2 separate regions of the Mus musculus genome follow, and region 2 is linked to region 1. Evidence: chromatin contacts called from public Micro-C data. All regions are on one chromosome and are shown on one strand. The core of a region is the stretch at or near the end of the contact, and the rest is flanking DNA. Distances in the headings are between cores, read along the strand shown.

What was found. Hi-C and Micro-C count contacts between places; a contact is called where the count stands out from the background.
Region 2: a contact with region 1 is called in a Micro-C map of embryonic stem cells, with 5 times the contacts expected there. The contact joins the promoter of Cep162 here to the promoter of Snap91 in region 1. A contact is called at or near these places in 4 of 39 promoter capture datasets (cranial neural crest, embryonic stem cells, hippocampal neurons and 1 more), 12 of 484 Hi-C or Micro-C datasets (the N1E-115 cell line, adipose-derived mesenchymal stem cells, cerebellum and 5 more) and 2 of 115 datasets of contacts at active chromatin or transcription factors (VIP interneurons and forebrain).

The regions. Positions count from the first base shown.
Region 1 is chr9:86,875,994-86,883,466 of GRCm38.p6, reverse strand. Snap91 (synaptosomal-associated protein 91) reads left to right here and starts at 3,018. Exons shown (of 30, transcript NM_013669.2): 1 at 3,018-3,206; 2 at 3,886-4,045. The coding sequence starts at 3,916.
Region 2 is chr9:87,251,875-87,259,347 of GRCm38.p6, reverse strand. Cep162 (centrosomal protein 162) reads left to right here and starts at 3,816. Exons shown (of 27, transcript NM_199316.2): 1 at 3,816-4,085; 2 at 5,300-5,416. The coding sequence starts at 5,360.

The DNA.
Region 1 (7,473 bases), core at 1,769-4,268:
AAGTGCCACTCCCTGATGGTTATATGAGTATAAGAGCCTATGAGGGCCATTCTTATTCAAACTACCACAGTAACCCCAATAAAACCTGCTGGTTCACTAAGCTGGATTTTGATGGTATCTTAACTTTTGGATACTCTTGGTTTCATATCTGGGGTGAATAGATGAGTGTGGCTTGTCTCCCCCAGGAAATGTTTTGTCACATAAGATTAAGTTTTCTTAAGGTTGATGCTTAATAGTTATTCTTTTCCCCCTCTTTTTAAAATTGTTTTCTTTGCATATTTTAGAAAGGGTCTTGCTACATTGGTCTGGCTGGCCTGATGTTTACAATGTAGCCCAGACAGGTTTCCAATTTGTTGCAATCTTCCTGCTTCAATTACTGAGATGCCACCCCCTGGCAGTTGGGAATCAAGGAATAGCACGTAGTCATACCGCACAACAGACCTCACACAACAGATTTATTGGGAAAGGCACAAGAGTGTGGCTGCCCCTGCTAGGGCTAGAAGCAGGAGGAGGTGAGTACTGGGCTTATATAGGGTTTCTTAGGGGCAGAGGTTTCCTGGATGGAGATTTTTTAGGGTGGGGATTCGTGGGATTTCAAGTCCTGAGCTTAGAGTGAGAGCCCAGGAACTGGGTTTAGATGGGTTTTCAAACCTGGAAGTGTGCTCAGACCTTTTACCCTACAGCCTGTAGACATTTTACCCTACACTGTGTCCAGCTTCATTCCTAATATAAGTATTTTAATACTATACATTTTCTTATAGTCGGCGCTTTTTCTACAGGTAGTATATTTTGATATGTTGCATTTATTTTTATTACCATTTAGTTGAAAGTAGTTCTGTATGGGAATATTAGGTCTATGGGTGCGCTGAGTGTGCTATTTAATATACTGATTTTTAAAAAAGATATCTATCTGTTAATGAGTTTGACTCAACTGTAGGGGGGAAACCCCATAATTTGTATGACTATAATTCTTCTGAATGTATTGAACCTACTTATACAGTGAAGAATATTGTCTACTCTGGAGAATATTTTAAAAGCATTTAAAATAATGCATTCCACTATTGCAGGCTAAAGTGTTCTATATTATATGACAGAGTAAGTTAGGGCTATTTTGAATCACACATACCCTCAATAGTTTTCTGTCTACTTACTCTATCAATTATAAATGAGACGATGCAGAACTCAGCTGTAATTGTGGATTTACTATCGCTCCTTTTGCACCATCCTGTTTGAAGTTCTGTTCCTAGATGGCTAAACATATGGAATTGGCTGTTGATGAGTTTTGTTGTTATGCAATGTGCCTCTTTCTTCCCATTAACATCCCTACTATAAAGTCTACCTTAGCTAATACCAATACGGCTACTCCAGCTCTTTATCAGATATGCTGAGTTCTCGTTTACTTGCAATAAAATTCACCAATTCTATGTGTCCAAATTCATACTGTTGTTATCGACCACCTTAGTCATGATATAAACCTTTTCTATCATTTTAAATAGTTTTTCTTTTGAAGTCAGTCCCCAGTCCTGAACCTTGGCATCTGGTGTATTTTCTGTCTTGAACTTAAACCTTTCTTACTCTGTTACATAAATGGATCAAAATAGTAAATAACGTCCTGGTGATTTGGCCTCTTTCATGAAGCATCGTATGTTCTCAAATTCATCCATGTTGTTCATTTCTGTCTTGTTATTGCTAAGTAGTATTCTGTTGTGTGGATATGCCATGTTTTCTTTAGCTATTTATCAATAGACTGGTTTTCCTCCAGTGTGGGGCCATTATATAAGCTGCTACTAATTTTGAGTGAAAGTTTAAAGAGAAAAATGTGTGTGTCTGGTTCCCCCCCCCCCCAATTGGGTAAATACTGTGCAGGACTGCGGGGGTCATATAGTAATACGTACATAACTTTTTGGTGGTGGTCTTGATCTTTCTTTCTTTAGTCAACAAGGTTTCTAATTGCTGCTGCTGGGATCAGCCCCAGCTGTTAGGAAGTTATGATTGGGTATTGAACACCGGACCAAGAGAAAAACTACAAGGCAGAACCTTGATGTGTGTAAGTAGGCGTATATGACCTTGGGGGACTGAACAGAGGTCACCTGTGTAAAGCCAGAAAATATGTCAGGGAAGTACCTAAGGGAACTTCTGATCTTAACCGTGGGAATTTAAAAGAATAGTTAAGACAATGACCTTTACAAATGTCAACTCATGAAATTATTAACCGACTCCAATCCCATGCAAATAACACTCGACATTCAAATAATATAAGACGTTCCGACATATTTAAATGGCAAAAATTACAGTTTAAGGGTGCAAATGATTACAAGACGAGTGTAATCTGGCATTCAGCTAATTGCTTTGCTACTTGTCTATACCGCATACCTCAGTATTGCTTTAAGGCTAAAGCGGCTCGAATTACCTGCCCACTCGGCTCCCCGTTGTAACTGAGACTAGTGGAGCAGCCTCAAGGAGCTGAGGGTGCACAGGTAACGGTCGCGTGGCCACAGAATCTGACATTTCAAATCGCCCTGCCCATCTGGGCCTCTACTGCCGAGGACAGGCCAGCTAGTCACAGGCACGCTTCTTAGGAGAAGGGGCTGGGCTCTGTTGGCAGCGCACGCTGCCGCCCTTGCCTCGGCCTTCACAGCCCTCCCTCTCCCCAGGCCCACGCCCGCGGCGATCCCCGAGCATCCTGCAGTTGCCCGGCAGGTATGCGCGGCGCGCGCGCACCAGGTCCGCCCGGGGACGCAGCGGGTGCGCGCGGGGACGCAGGGCGCGCGCAAGAACGCAAGCCATAGAGCCGCGGCGCCCCTCCGGTCCCACCCCCTCCTCCGCCGTCGCCCGCCAGGGATGCTCGCGTGCGGCCCTCCTCCCGTTTAAAGCCGCGGCTCCGAGGGGGGCGGCGAGCAGGAGCGACAGGGAGGGGGCCGCTGGCGTTCTGCAGAGGACTGGCCCGGGTTCGTCGGCTGCCGTCACCTGACTCGTCGCAGGCGCTCCAGCTGAGGTGGGGGCGGGGATGGGGACGCTGCGCCGAGCGCTAGAGAGACGCGGCGGCGCTGGCGGAGGCGGCGGCGGGTGGGGACCGCGGGGACCGCGGAGCTGAGACAGGGGCCGGGCCGGGGCTACAGGCATCGCGGCCCGGGGACACCAGGGCGGTGCGTGTCTGCACTCAGCTACCTCGCGCGGCGTCCGGGCTGCGGTGCTCCTGGGGCGGGGTGAGTACGCTGGGCCGCACGGGTCCCCTCCCCTGCTCCAGGACCCGGGGATTCGAGGGATAATCCTAGGGCGCGGAGAAGGGCAGAGGCGGCCGGGTGACAGCTCGGTGGCGCTTTAGCGGCCGGGCGGGGCCTGGGCTGTCCGCCCTCTGAGATCCGACTGGAGAAGGGTGAGGCGCATCGCGGCTCAGGGCGGCCCGACTATAGGGATGGAGGGCGAGGGAAGAGGAGTCGTTGCTGCCGCCGCAGCCCCAGGACAGAAAGGAGGTGGCCGCGGCCCTGCGGTGCTGTGGGAGACACGTTGCGGCTCGGGGCAGCGAAAGGTGCGCGCTTCTGGGCGCGGCGTCCGGGGTAACCCCGACGCGCACCGGGTCTCGCACCACCGAAAAGGGTTGCGCGGACAGTGCTGCTTGACAGGGGGCGAAGCCGGGATGTGGTGACCGCTTCAGGGTGTGGGAAAGCGGGACCGTGGCACGATGCAAGGACTACCCTGCGGGTGGCTGACAGCCCTGGACCTCGATGGACCAACTGGGCTTGGCGCGCCGCTGGTCCCAAGAGGCGGTGCCAGGGCGGGGTCGGCGGAGGAGAGAACCGCCGAGCGGAGGGAGCAGGCAAGGCCGGGCGCTCCAGCTAAGGCGGTGCGGGTGAAAGCCGGACCATCTCCTCTTATTTCCTGCAGAAGAGGAGGCGGTAGACGCGGCCGGTGAAGATGTCGGGCCAAACGCTCACGGATCGGATCGCCGCCGCTCAGTACAGCGTGACTGGCTCTGCTGTAGCAAGAGCAGTCTGCAAAGCCACCACTCATGAGGTGATGGGCCCCAAGAAGAAGCACCTGGACTGTAAGCATCCTTTTATATAAGCGGGACATGCGCGTGACCATAGGGGCTCAAAGGCCGGCGGCATGGCCTTGGCAGTCTGTAATACTGCCAGAAGCCTTGGGAACTGGCTCACCATCGAGTCGATCCTGAGATCCTGAGCTCCTGCCTCTGGCCTTGGAGGTGTCCCCTTGAATAGGCCCTGAAACCTTGTCTATCGAGCCGTTTTTTTCTTCTGATGACCTCCAAGAGCCTAGAGGAGGGAACACACACACACACACACACACACACACGGTTGCATAAAAGTGTACATTTGGGCTACATCCTTTTAATCATTTTTTTTCTCCACTCTCTGTTAGGTTAAAGGAAATGAGGGGTGGTAGGGTCACAATGGGGAGACAGAGAGATTGATGGGTGGGTGGATGGCCACTCTTGACACTAATTTCTTAAGAGCATTTTGGATAATCGTAAAATCCTGCTTTTTCCTCTGCTGCTACTCAGAATTTGTGTGTGAGTGTGGGGGAGTGCGCGCGTGTGTCATATGTCACTACACTGAGCCGAACTGAAATAAATCCAAGCTATTGAATGAGCAGATAATGGCGATTTCATTCTGAACATCTTGGCACACTTCCTTTGTCCTGTTCTCAGAAAATGCTGGGTGGGATAACTGGTCAGCTCACAAAATGAATGTCCTCTCCTCTTTAGAGGTGGTACAGTTTTAGATGAAAACATAATATTTAATACATAATATTTCCCATGATCATTGGCTCTCCGGAGAAAGCTTTATTCTGGTTGGGGAGCTGTATGTTTCTGAAGTTTTTCATGCTGTTAGTATAGTTAGTCTTTTGCTACTGGAGGGGAAAGTGATACTTAGAAAGACTTTAACCTGCTTTAGGCAGTGAGTATCCCCCAAGACTATCCCAAATAGTATTCTACAGTCTCTCTACATCTGTTTGACCTGCTTAGACTCCTCTGCCCTTTGTTGGTGCTCATTGTTAAATGTCACTCTTGGCACAGAAACACATTTGCCCGTGCTCATATTCCCACCTCACTGTCTTGACCTCTTTTGGTTTGTTGGGGGGTTTTTTTTGTTTGTTTGTTTGTTTTATTTTTATATTTTATTTTCTTCAACCCTTCTTCTGTCTCTTGTGTTGCCAAGAAAATGGCAACCCCACCATTCCAGTTAGCCCCAGCCCTCTCCTTTGCCATGAGCAGAGCTTGAGGAAGCTTGCAACTGGGCTCTGTCAGAGCTGTCACACGGCATTGGAGACTTTTCTGTCTAGAAGTTTATCTGAGGGGGAGACATTATTACGTTTTTCCTGAGGGAATGTTTAAGAAAATTTATTGATTACAGTATAATGTGTTACACATTGAGTACCAGGTAAGAGAGGCTCTCAGGGCCAAGACACCTAACAGGAGTAGGAATTATAAATTCATGACCAGCTCCTTTTGCTGCAGCATGCTGAATCATTTAGCCATCTTTCCATCAGTTTCCCCAACTCTGGGAGGCTGACTCACGGTTCTGTCAACCTAGAAAATGTTCACGACCAAAGCTGTTCAGGTGACAGATTTGCTTTTGATGATAGATGAGTGTATTGATACGTGTCAGAGAGCATTCTCAGGTTTGATCAGGTCAGGTTCACAGCATTCAGATAAAGACTGCATCCCCCCAATCTGATTAGTTGTCTTTATCCTCACAGGTCAAACACTTAAAAGTGCTTGAAAATAGGTTATTTCCTATACCCCAGCCTATGTTAATGGGTAGAGTACTTTAGACGATATGGATCATGGTAGAAGATTCCATATTAATGGAAATTAGCTGAAATAGGAATGATTTTGAATTATTTGAATAATTATATGTTATACTTCCTTGTGCTGGCTACTGGGCTTTTCAGCTGGGCTGGCAAACCTTGATTGCCTTTAACTATGACATTTAACTGCTGTCTCTGGTTAGAAACATGTTCTGTTGTGAAAGCAGAAAGAGCATATAGCCTAACCCTTCCTCATCTGCAAAACACCATGCATGAATGGATTTCACAACTCATACATACATTTTATTCAGTCACTTTAAAAACTGAACAGGATCCAAGTTCTGAGGAGTATGTTTAGGGGCTCCTTTTTATTCTTTTATCTTCCCATTAAAACATCTTCCCCTTAAACTTAGACTTTGGGTGGAATTTGGAAAGACAGGTATCACTCTGCTGCTACATCTTACTCTAATGAGACTGTGGGAAAAATGACTATTTAAATTGTGTTATGTTCAGAATTTTTTGTAAAGTTCCTTTAAAAAGCAGGACTCTCGGTAGTTAAGAGATGGAGGTTGGGCTGGAGGGATGGCTCAGAGGTTAAGAGCACTGACTGCTCTTCCTGAGGTCCTGAGTTCAATTCCCAGCAAGCACATGGTGCCTGGTAACCATCTATGATGAGATCAGGCATAACCATAAGCAGAACACTGTATATATAATAAGTTAAAAATTTCTAAGAAAAGAGAGGTGGAGGTAAGGTGACATATCATTTGTAAAAGCACATTAATCTTGTTATTAAGACATGTGAAGTGGGGTGGGGGGAAGACATGTGAATATGCTCCCTAAGTTTGGAGACACCGAACTGTACAAATAGTTGTTGTTTTAGTTTTGAAAGCATTCAATGTTGATTAGAAGGAAGAGTACAAGACAATTTGGTAGTTTGAAGCAAAACTGCATGGTGAGTTTGATTTGATGTGTACATTTTTAATTTGGAGTTTCAGTTGGGAAATAACAAAGAGAGTTTAGGACTGTGTGATTGTCTAAAATATTGGATTCATTGCTCTCAGAATCATCATGAAATGGAGATTCAATATTAGAATGCTGGCTTCAAAACTAATAATTTGGGATTAAAATACCAAAATTGTTATTGCTAATTTATGGTTATTATGTAGTGTTGCTTAATAGTGTATGACTTGTGTGTTTGAAGGGACGAATCATTAACATTTGGGGGCAGCTCTCACATGGGGAAATGTGCTGGGAGGTAAAGTTAAATTCTCAGGTTTTTTCTTTGTTTGTCCACATATGGAGTTAGTTCTTGAACCCAGAGCCTTGTGTGCGCTGGGCAAGCATCTGACCACTAAGTGCCATTCCTAGCCCCAACTTTCCATTTTTCCACAGCAGTATATTTCCTGAAGGGAGAAACATTCACAAAACCATCCACATAGTCAGGAGCTATGTATTAAATGTTAAAGGAATGACAAATTTTAGTAACCCAAATAAAGAGTATATTTTATTGTATATTTCAGATTATCTAAACAGTTTCATTCTATACCCTACCATCCAATAACATTGTGGCTCCATGTGCATATTTAGATTCAAGACTTAACCAATAATAGTTTTCTGGGCTGGCACATGCAACCTTAGTTCCTTTTAACTTCTTGTGTGCATTTGGTAGCATATAAAATGCCCAGGGCTTCGCAGGCATTC
Region 2 (7,473 bases), core at 2,567-5,066, 380 kb before region 1:
CTCAAGACCCAGAACAAAAGCCTGTGTCTTCCAGTCTCAAGATCTGGATCATTTCTGGATTGTAGTTCATTCCAGATTAAAAATCGAAACCATTCCGTCTTCAACTGCAAACACAAACAATAAGTGTAGCTGGGTGGGATCTTGCCTGGGATCACAACTACCTAAATCTGTTTGTCTCTGTGAACACAGGATTCAGCTCCATTTCACTTTCTGGAGCTTCTTTACTTGAATCATACATTTTGTTTTTTTAGTTTAGCAAGCTCTTGTTTTTTAAGCTATTCCTTTGCCTTTCAATGATCCAGGTTTTTTCCCCTCTATTGACCAATCATGTCTCCTTCCTTACTATCTTTCTAAGCTGGCTCATTAGTGTAGCTGCCTCTGTTCTTTCAAGTCTATGAAGCCCCTTGTACAATTCATAATTGCATCCTTATATTTTTGTAGTTGAGAAATCCTGTAAAAAAAAAAAAACCAGTTCTCACAGTGATTGATGTATTCTTGAACTCATGTTTTCAGGGTTCTTTCCCATAGACTTAAGGGCTGTCCTGAAAGTCATAGCCACCAAACTGCTGAGAAACACCAAACACACCTTCACCTCCTGGAATTGTGCTGTTTCTGATTATCATGGAGTCATTAACCTTGGCAGAGAGAACAGTCCCTGATAACCTTGGCAAGGACATTCCCAAAGAAGGAACATGAAATATATACATATACATATACATATGTGTGTGTGTGTGTGTGTGTGTAAGTATGAGAATATATATATATTATTATTATGCAAACAAACCTTACACCTACAGCAACCATCAGCACTCCAGGAGCCCCACATCCTGCCGGCTCTGCTCCAGGGGTAGCAACTGTGTCACATGGTCTCTTCTACCGCTATGCCTGATCTAGCAAGAATTCTTTGAAGGATCCTAAATAATGAACTAACCTAGTTTATGTTGTCAAATAATGACCTCTTATATAGACAATGTCATTGTATAGACAGTATGCTAGGGGGAACAAGTGAAAAAGCAGGAGGTTAGGGAAGTAGTTCAGGAAATAATGTTGTGGGTCAAAACATCAGCACTTAAGATTTAGAGAAGTGAATTGAAGGAAGACACATTTCAAAGGTAGTTTGGCATGATTGAGTACATATAGGGAAGAGAAAACTGCAAGATTTATGTCAAGTAATTGCTATGTCACATGAGAATTAGAGAAATAAGTATATGAAAAGAATAAAATCAAGGCTTCTGTGGCTGAAAGGAATGGCTCAGTGGGTAACGTGTTTGTGGTGCAAGAATGAGGACCAGAGTTAAGATCCACAGCACTATGTAAAAGCTAGGTGGGGAGTAATAGATGGCTGTAATCAGAGCATTCAGGGCAGAGACAGGGGATCCTCAGAGCAAGCTGGATAGCTAGACTAGTCAATCGTAAGCGCTGGGCTCTAGTGAGAGACCTTGCCTTAATGGATTAGGTAGAAAACAGTTGAAGAAGACATCCAATCGTCAACCTATGACCTCCATATACATGCACACTCAGGTGTTCTCACACACATGCATACACACAAGCAAAAACGCAAGGCTTCTATTACTTTAGAGATGGCTCTAGTGTGTGGTGGGCATAGTGCATGCACTGAAGAGGTAGAGGCATATGGATCTCTGAGTTGGAGGCCAGCTTGGTCTACAGAGAGATGTTTCTAGGGTATTATGTGAATATATATGAATTAGGTTATCATACATAGAACACTGTGGGGAGCCGCACTCACATTTGCCATTATAAGATGGCGCTGACAGCTGTGTTCTAAGTAGTAAATAATCTGCACATGTGCAGGGGCAGTTTTCCCGCCATGTGCTCTGCCTTTCTCGTGATGACAACTAGGCCGATGGGCTGCAGCCAATCAGGGAGTGACACGTCCTAGGTGGAGGATAATTCTCCTTAAAAGGGACGGGGTTCTGGCACTCCCTCTCTTCGTCTCTTCGTCTCTTTGTCTCTTTCTCTTCGTCTTTTCCTCTGCTCTCTTCCTCTGCTCTCTGCCTCTCTCTCTCTGCCCCTCTCTCTGCCTCTCTCTGCGTCTCTCTCTCTCTTCCTCTCTGCCTCTCTCTGCCGCGCTCTTCCTCTCTTGCTCCTGAGTAAGCAATAAAGCTTTGCCGCAGAAGATTCTGGCTTGTTGCGTCTTTCCTGGCCGGTCGCAAACGCGCGTAAGAGAACACTAGAGCTCAAAGGGAAATCTAGAACAAGCACAAATAGGGTTTTCATATTAACTAAGGTTATGTCATAGAAATTTGTTTTCTACAATCTTGCAACACCCTATGAGAAAATTAGCAACCCCCACCAAGAATTGTTTTAGTAGTCTGGTGCGGGTAAAGCTGAATTGGAAAATCTAACGAAAGATGGATAAGGTGAAAATAAACTAACAGTTTGGGAGACGAGGCCTAACTTTCTGTTTCCCAGAAATGAGACCCTAAGTCCAGGAACCTGTGGTCAGCAAACCAAGCCACAGGCAGCCAATCTGTGGACACCTTGTCATCTGGCCTGAAGTAAGAATAGGTATCTAGAATGGATAAGAGATCCCTCCCCACCCCAAACCTGGGAAGTCTCCAGAGCCCTAACCAATTGTAGAATCAGTCAAACTTCTAGAGATAGAGCTAACCAATCAAGGCAAAATGGCACAAATTCCTCCCTGGAATTCCCCTAACTGACAAATATAAAAGCTAGGCCTGCAAGCCCACTCACTACATGTGTCCATTCCTGAATGAGGAGACCCCTCCTTGCAGGAAATTCTGCTGAATAAACATTCTTTGCTTTTGCATACTACTTAGTTTAGGGTATCATTCTCCCAAGATCTTGGACCCTAACAAGTTGATGGTAAAAAATAACTATGGTGAGTGAGACTGAAATGAGACCTCAAGTGGAAAAAAATCCCCCAACTTTCTCAGCTTGTGTACATGACTAGCCACCATAGCTCTTCTTGCCGCACTCCTTTAACAGTTGTCTGGGCTACTTGTCTGCTTCACGGAACCCACGTCTATAGGGCATGGAATGTGCTCAATTCAGTATGTACTAAAAGAAAAGCCATAAGCTGAATTAAGTTGACTTGTAAATTGTAAAATTTAAATAATGTACATAATGCTCTCACCAAGCTTAAAATGGTAGCTTAAAACAGGTCTCTATTATTGCATTTTAATCGGATAGTTTCTGGCTTGTACACACTCAGATGTCAATATGCATTGTTGAGTGAAAAGTTCAGGCCAGAAAGGAGGTACAGAACTATGTATACCAGAGGCAAAGACCTTTACTGTTTGAAGATTTTACTTTCATTCCAAAATGTTGTCTTCTGATTTGGTGTGCCTGTGTATACGTATCCAGAGAGCGAAAGAAAGAGGAGAGAGAGAGCGGGTAAAAAAGTAAAATAAAATAAAAACTCAAGCAAACCACTGCAGAAGAGAGCTTTGAAAAGCAGGATACCAGAAAAACCAGAGCTGCTGAACTAGTGCAAGGCTCTCACTGAGAATCTTGGTATTGTGTATTTTCAAATGCTTGTCCACTGGGTGGCGGACATCTCTTCTAACACCGGAATTATTTCTAATGCATTTGTACTTTTCTCATAACACCCACACAAGGCTTATTACTTGAAGGAAATCAACCCTCTTACACCGTTTTTAAAACTTTCAACCTGGACAGTAGCCTTCAAATGAAAAGGGTGGGAAAGGCTGGAAAGAAGAGCAGCTCGCTGCGGAAGGACGAGCACAAAGGGACTAAACTACAACTCCCAGAAAGCCACGCGCTGGCTCTAGATGGTGCGCTTGCGCCTGGGTCTTCCCGGCCGGCTAGCTGAGCTCGGGATTTCCGGGAGTAAGAGAAAGCGGGATGTGCACACTGCTGCCGCGCCCACGTCCCTTACGGCCGCCACATCCTGCAGAGCCGTGAAGGTTCCAATCTTTATTTGAGAGTCACCAGAAGACTGACAGCTTGTCTGGCTGCTCCCTGGGTCACGTGGCAGGCAGGATCACGTGACACCCGGGAGCCCGCCTGTAGGGGTCTGTTGCCCTGACAACAGCCCGCTCGCCGGGACTTTCCGGGAGAGCGCGGGCTCCCAGGAGCAGGTAGGTGAGGCGTTGTGGCTGTCTGCGACCCTGTTGTTGTTTCCAGGTTGTACCTCAGGCAGGGTCTCCGAACTTTGTTTTGCGCATTACTCCGCTCCTCTGTCGGGACTCCAAGTCTTTGCTTCGAGCTAGCCCCCAAATCTGCGCTTCCTGCAGCCTGGACTGAGCTGAGGGCCCTTTCGTGGGGTTTGCCTCTGACTAACCTGTTTGTCCAACTCCTCATCCTGACCCTAAGACCTCTTAGTCGAAAATGCAAATAAAAGCACTAAGTATTCCACTGAAAGATGGTGGGCAAACCTGCTGCCGTCCCTTAGAAAAGAAAACTAGCGTTTGTTCGTGTTGCCCTAAAGAGTTAAATCCAAAGGTTTAGGACAGATCTGAAGATGGCCTCTCCTAGCTGAAGTCCAGCTTTGAGACAACTTGACTAGATCCCATTAAAGGTGCTCGCGGCATTGTTTCTTTTAGCCTGCCTTTGCTTCAAGAGAAACATAAATAGTAGTTAATGTGTGTCATTAACTTCCAAGGGTATTCTGTGCTCGTTGGGGATGTTTTAAGACAGGATTGCACTATATAGCTCAGACTAACCTGAAATTCAGGCTTGTAACTCAGGCTAACCTCCCAACTAAAGAGCTGTCTGTCTCCTAAGTGTAGAAATCTCTGGGATGCACCACTAAATTCTTTATTATATTCTGAGTCTTATAAATTCACTTAGTTTATGTCTGGAAAAAAATCCTGATTATAGAAAGTCTATTTTGCAAAACCCTTAATTTGAAAATACGTGAATCCGGAAGCACAACCTGTATACTGTGCTTTACAAGAAAAAATATTAGTCTTTCCACTCCTGCTCTTTTAATTTTTTTTTTTTTAATATTCTCTGTGAGGACCTGGATTCTGAGAGGTATTAGCAGAGACAAATACATATACAGTGGAAAAGATCCTGGAGCCCACCTCTTAGCGACTGGATGAAATGTAATGATCAACCTTGAGAAGACATACTTCATAAGCTACTTTCCCAAGTCAGTTAGCTTCAATGAATTAGACCTCCAATGGTGTCTCGTAATTGCAATATAACTGTCAAGTTACATCATATATATGTGTGTACATATATAAAACTGTCTTGAGAAGTTGAAGTTTAAAGTAGTGTTGTTTTAATGATGTTTAATGATTGTTTTCCTCCAGAGGTGTTTATTTTTCCATCTGTTTCTGTCATTTAGTGTTTCCAATGCTGTGAATAATTTTAAGATACTTGCTTTGTGACGTGAAAATTACTAACCATGGCTCACTATTTCAAAGTAGACCTTGATGAAGAATTTGAACGGTTTATGAAGGAGGTAAGCTCAAGCTGTATTTATTGTAATATTTATTGTAAATTCATCTTGTAAGATCCATCCTTGAGTGCTTTCTTCTGAAAACATAAACCACCCCATCAGCTCATCCCTTCTACCTGCACCTACAGAATTATCCAGCCGTCCTCAGTTCGACTCATTTCAAATGCTGCTGCCTGTTAGCTCAATGCCATCTTCTCACCCAGTCTACCCAGCGGTCCCAGTGAATGCAGCATTCCCTCCAAGGTGCATGTGTGCACGCGCTCACATGCAAACACAAACACATGCACACACACACACACACACACACAGAGAGAGAGAGAGGGAGAGGGAAAGGGACGGAGAGAGAGAGAAAGAGAACCATGTTGAACAAATATTTTGCTCAATTTCTGGTTATAAGGGAGTGGTTCAACCTAATTTTTTTTTAAAGTTAATTTTCTTCAGTTACAATTCATAAACCATTCAGTTCACCCACTTAAAGTTTGTATGACAACTGTTTTAGAATTATATAACCTTCACCATAGTCAGTTGCAGAATGCCTGTATCATTCCTAAAAGGAAACCCTTATCCTTTAACCATTACTCTTGGCTCTTTGTCCTTCCAGCCTTGGGTTATCCCTTACTGCTTTGTCTCCAAGTTTGGCTGTTGCAGATATTCATAGAAATGGAACCATTTAGGATGTGTGGTCTCTGAAGTCTGGCTTCTTTTACTTAGCATGGTGTTTTCAGAGAGTGGTTTGCCATTTTGTGGATATAATGCTTATATGTTGTCAGTTGACAGCATTTGGGATCCTTCCATTTTGGACAGTCATGAATAATGTTGCTCTTAATAATCACGCAAGTGTGAGTGTGGATGTATGTGAATCTCTTCTCAATATTTGCCTACACATGAAATTGGCTAGTCGTATGCTCTGTTATTCCCACCAACCATGTATTCCTTTATGAAGGCCTTGATTCTCATTGTCTTTACTATCTGAGGGCCAGGGATTTGGTTCCGTTGGATGATAATAACCTGCAAAGCGGTGAAGAAAATCTTGATTGGAAGGGCGGATACTCATCCTTTGTCTTTCTCATCTTTGCCATAACACGGAATGGTCAGTGGTTCTATCCCTGTATGTAGACAAAGAAACTGGGGTTCAGGAGCAAGAAATGGAATGTTTCAATGAGGTAGTATGTTTAAAGACTGACTGGAAAGTGATAGAGATACCGGACATTCAGACTGATGATAATTCAGAGGTTTAGATGGCAGCCCTCGTATCTTCCTAGTTGGATGGCTGCATGCAGCAGTGGAAAGCGGACAGTCCTCAGTTGATTTGGATCCCACTTGCTATCACTCTTTGGGGGAGTCATTTCCCCCCTGGGTTTCAGGTTCTCATAAGCGTTCTCTTCGAGGTTTTTTTTTTTTTTTTAATTAGGTATTTTCCTCATTTACATTTCCAATGCTATCCCAAAAGTCCCCCATACCCACCCCCCACTCCCCTACCCACCCACTCCCCCTTTTTGGCCCTGGCGTTCCCCTGTACTGGGGCATATAAAGTTTGTGTGTCCAATGGGCCTCTCTTTCCAGTGATGGCCGACTAGGCCATCTTTTGATACATATGCAGCTAGAGTCAAGAGCTCCGGGGTACTGGTTAGTTCATAATGTTGTTCCACCTATAGGGTTGCAGATCCCTTTAGCTCCTTGGGTACTTTCTCTAGCTCCTCCATTGGGGACCGTGTGATCCATCCAATAGCTGACTGTGAGCATCTACTTCTGTGTTTGCTAGGCCTCAGCATAGTCTCTCAAGAGACAGCTCTATCTGGGTCCTTTCAGCAAAATCTTGCTAGTGTATGCAATGGTGTCAGCATTTGGAAGCTGATTATGGGGTGGATCCCTGGTTATGGCAGTCTCTAGATGGTCCATCCTTTTGTCTCAGCTCCAAACTTTGTCTCTGTAACTCCTTCCATGGGTGTTTTGTTCCCAATTCTAAGAAGGGGCAAAGTGTCCACACTTTGGTCTTCGTTCTTTTTGGGTTTCATGCGTTTAGCAAATTGTATCTTATATCTTGGGTATCCTAAGTTTCT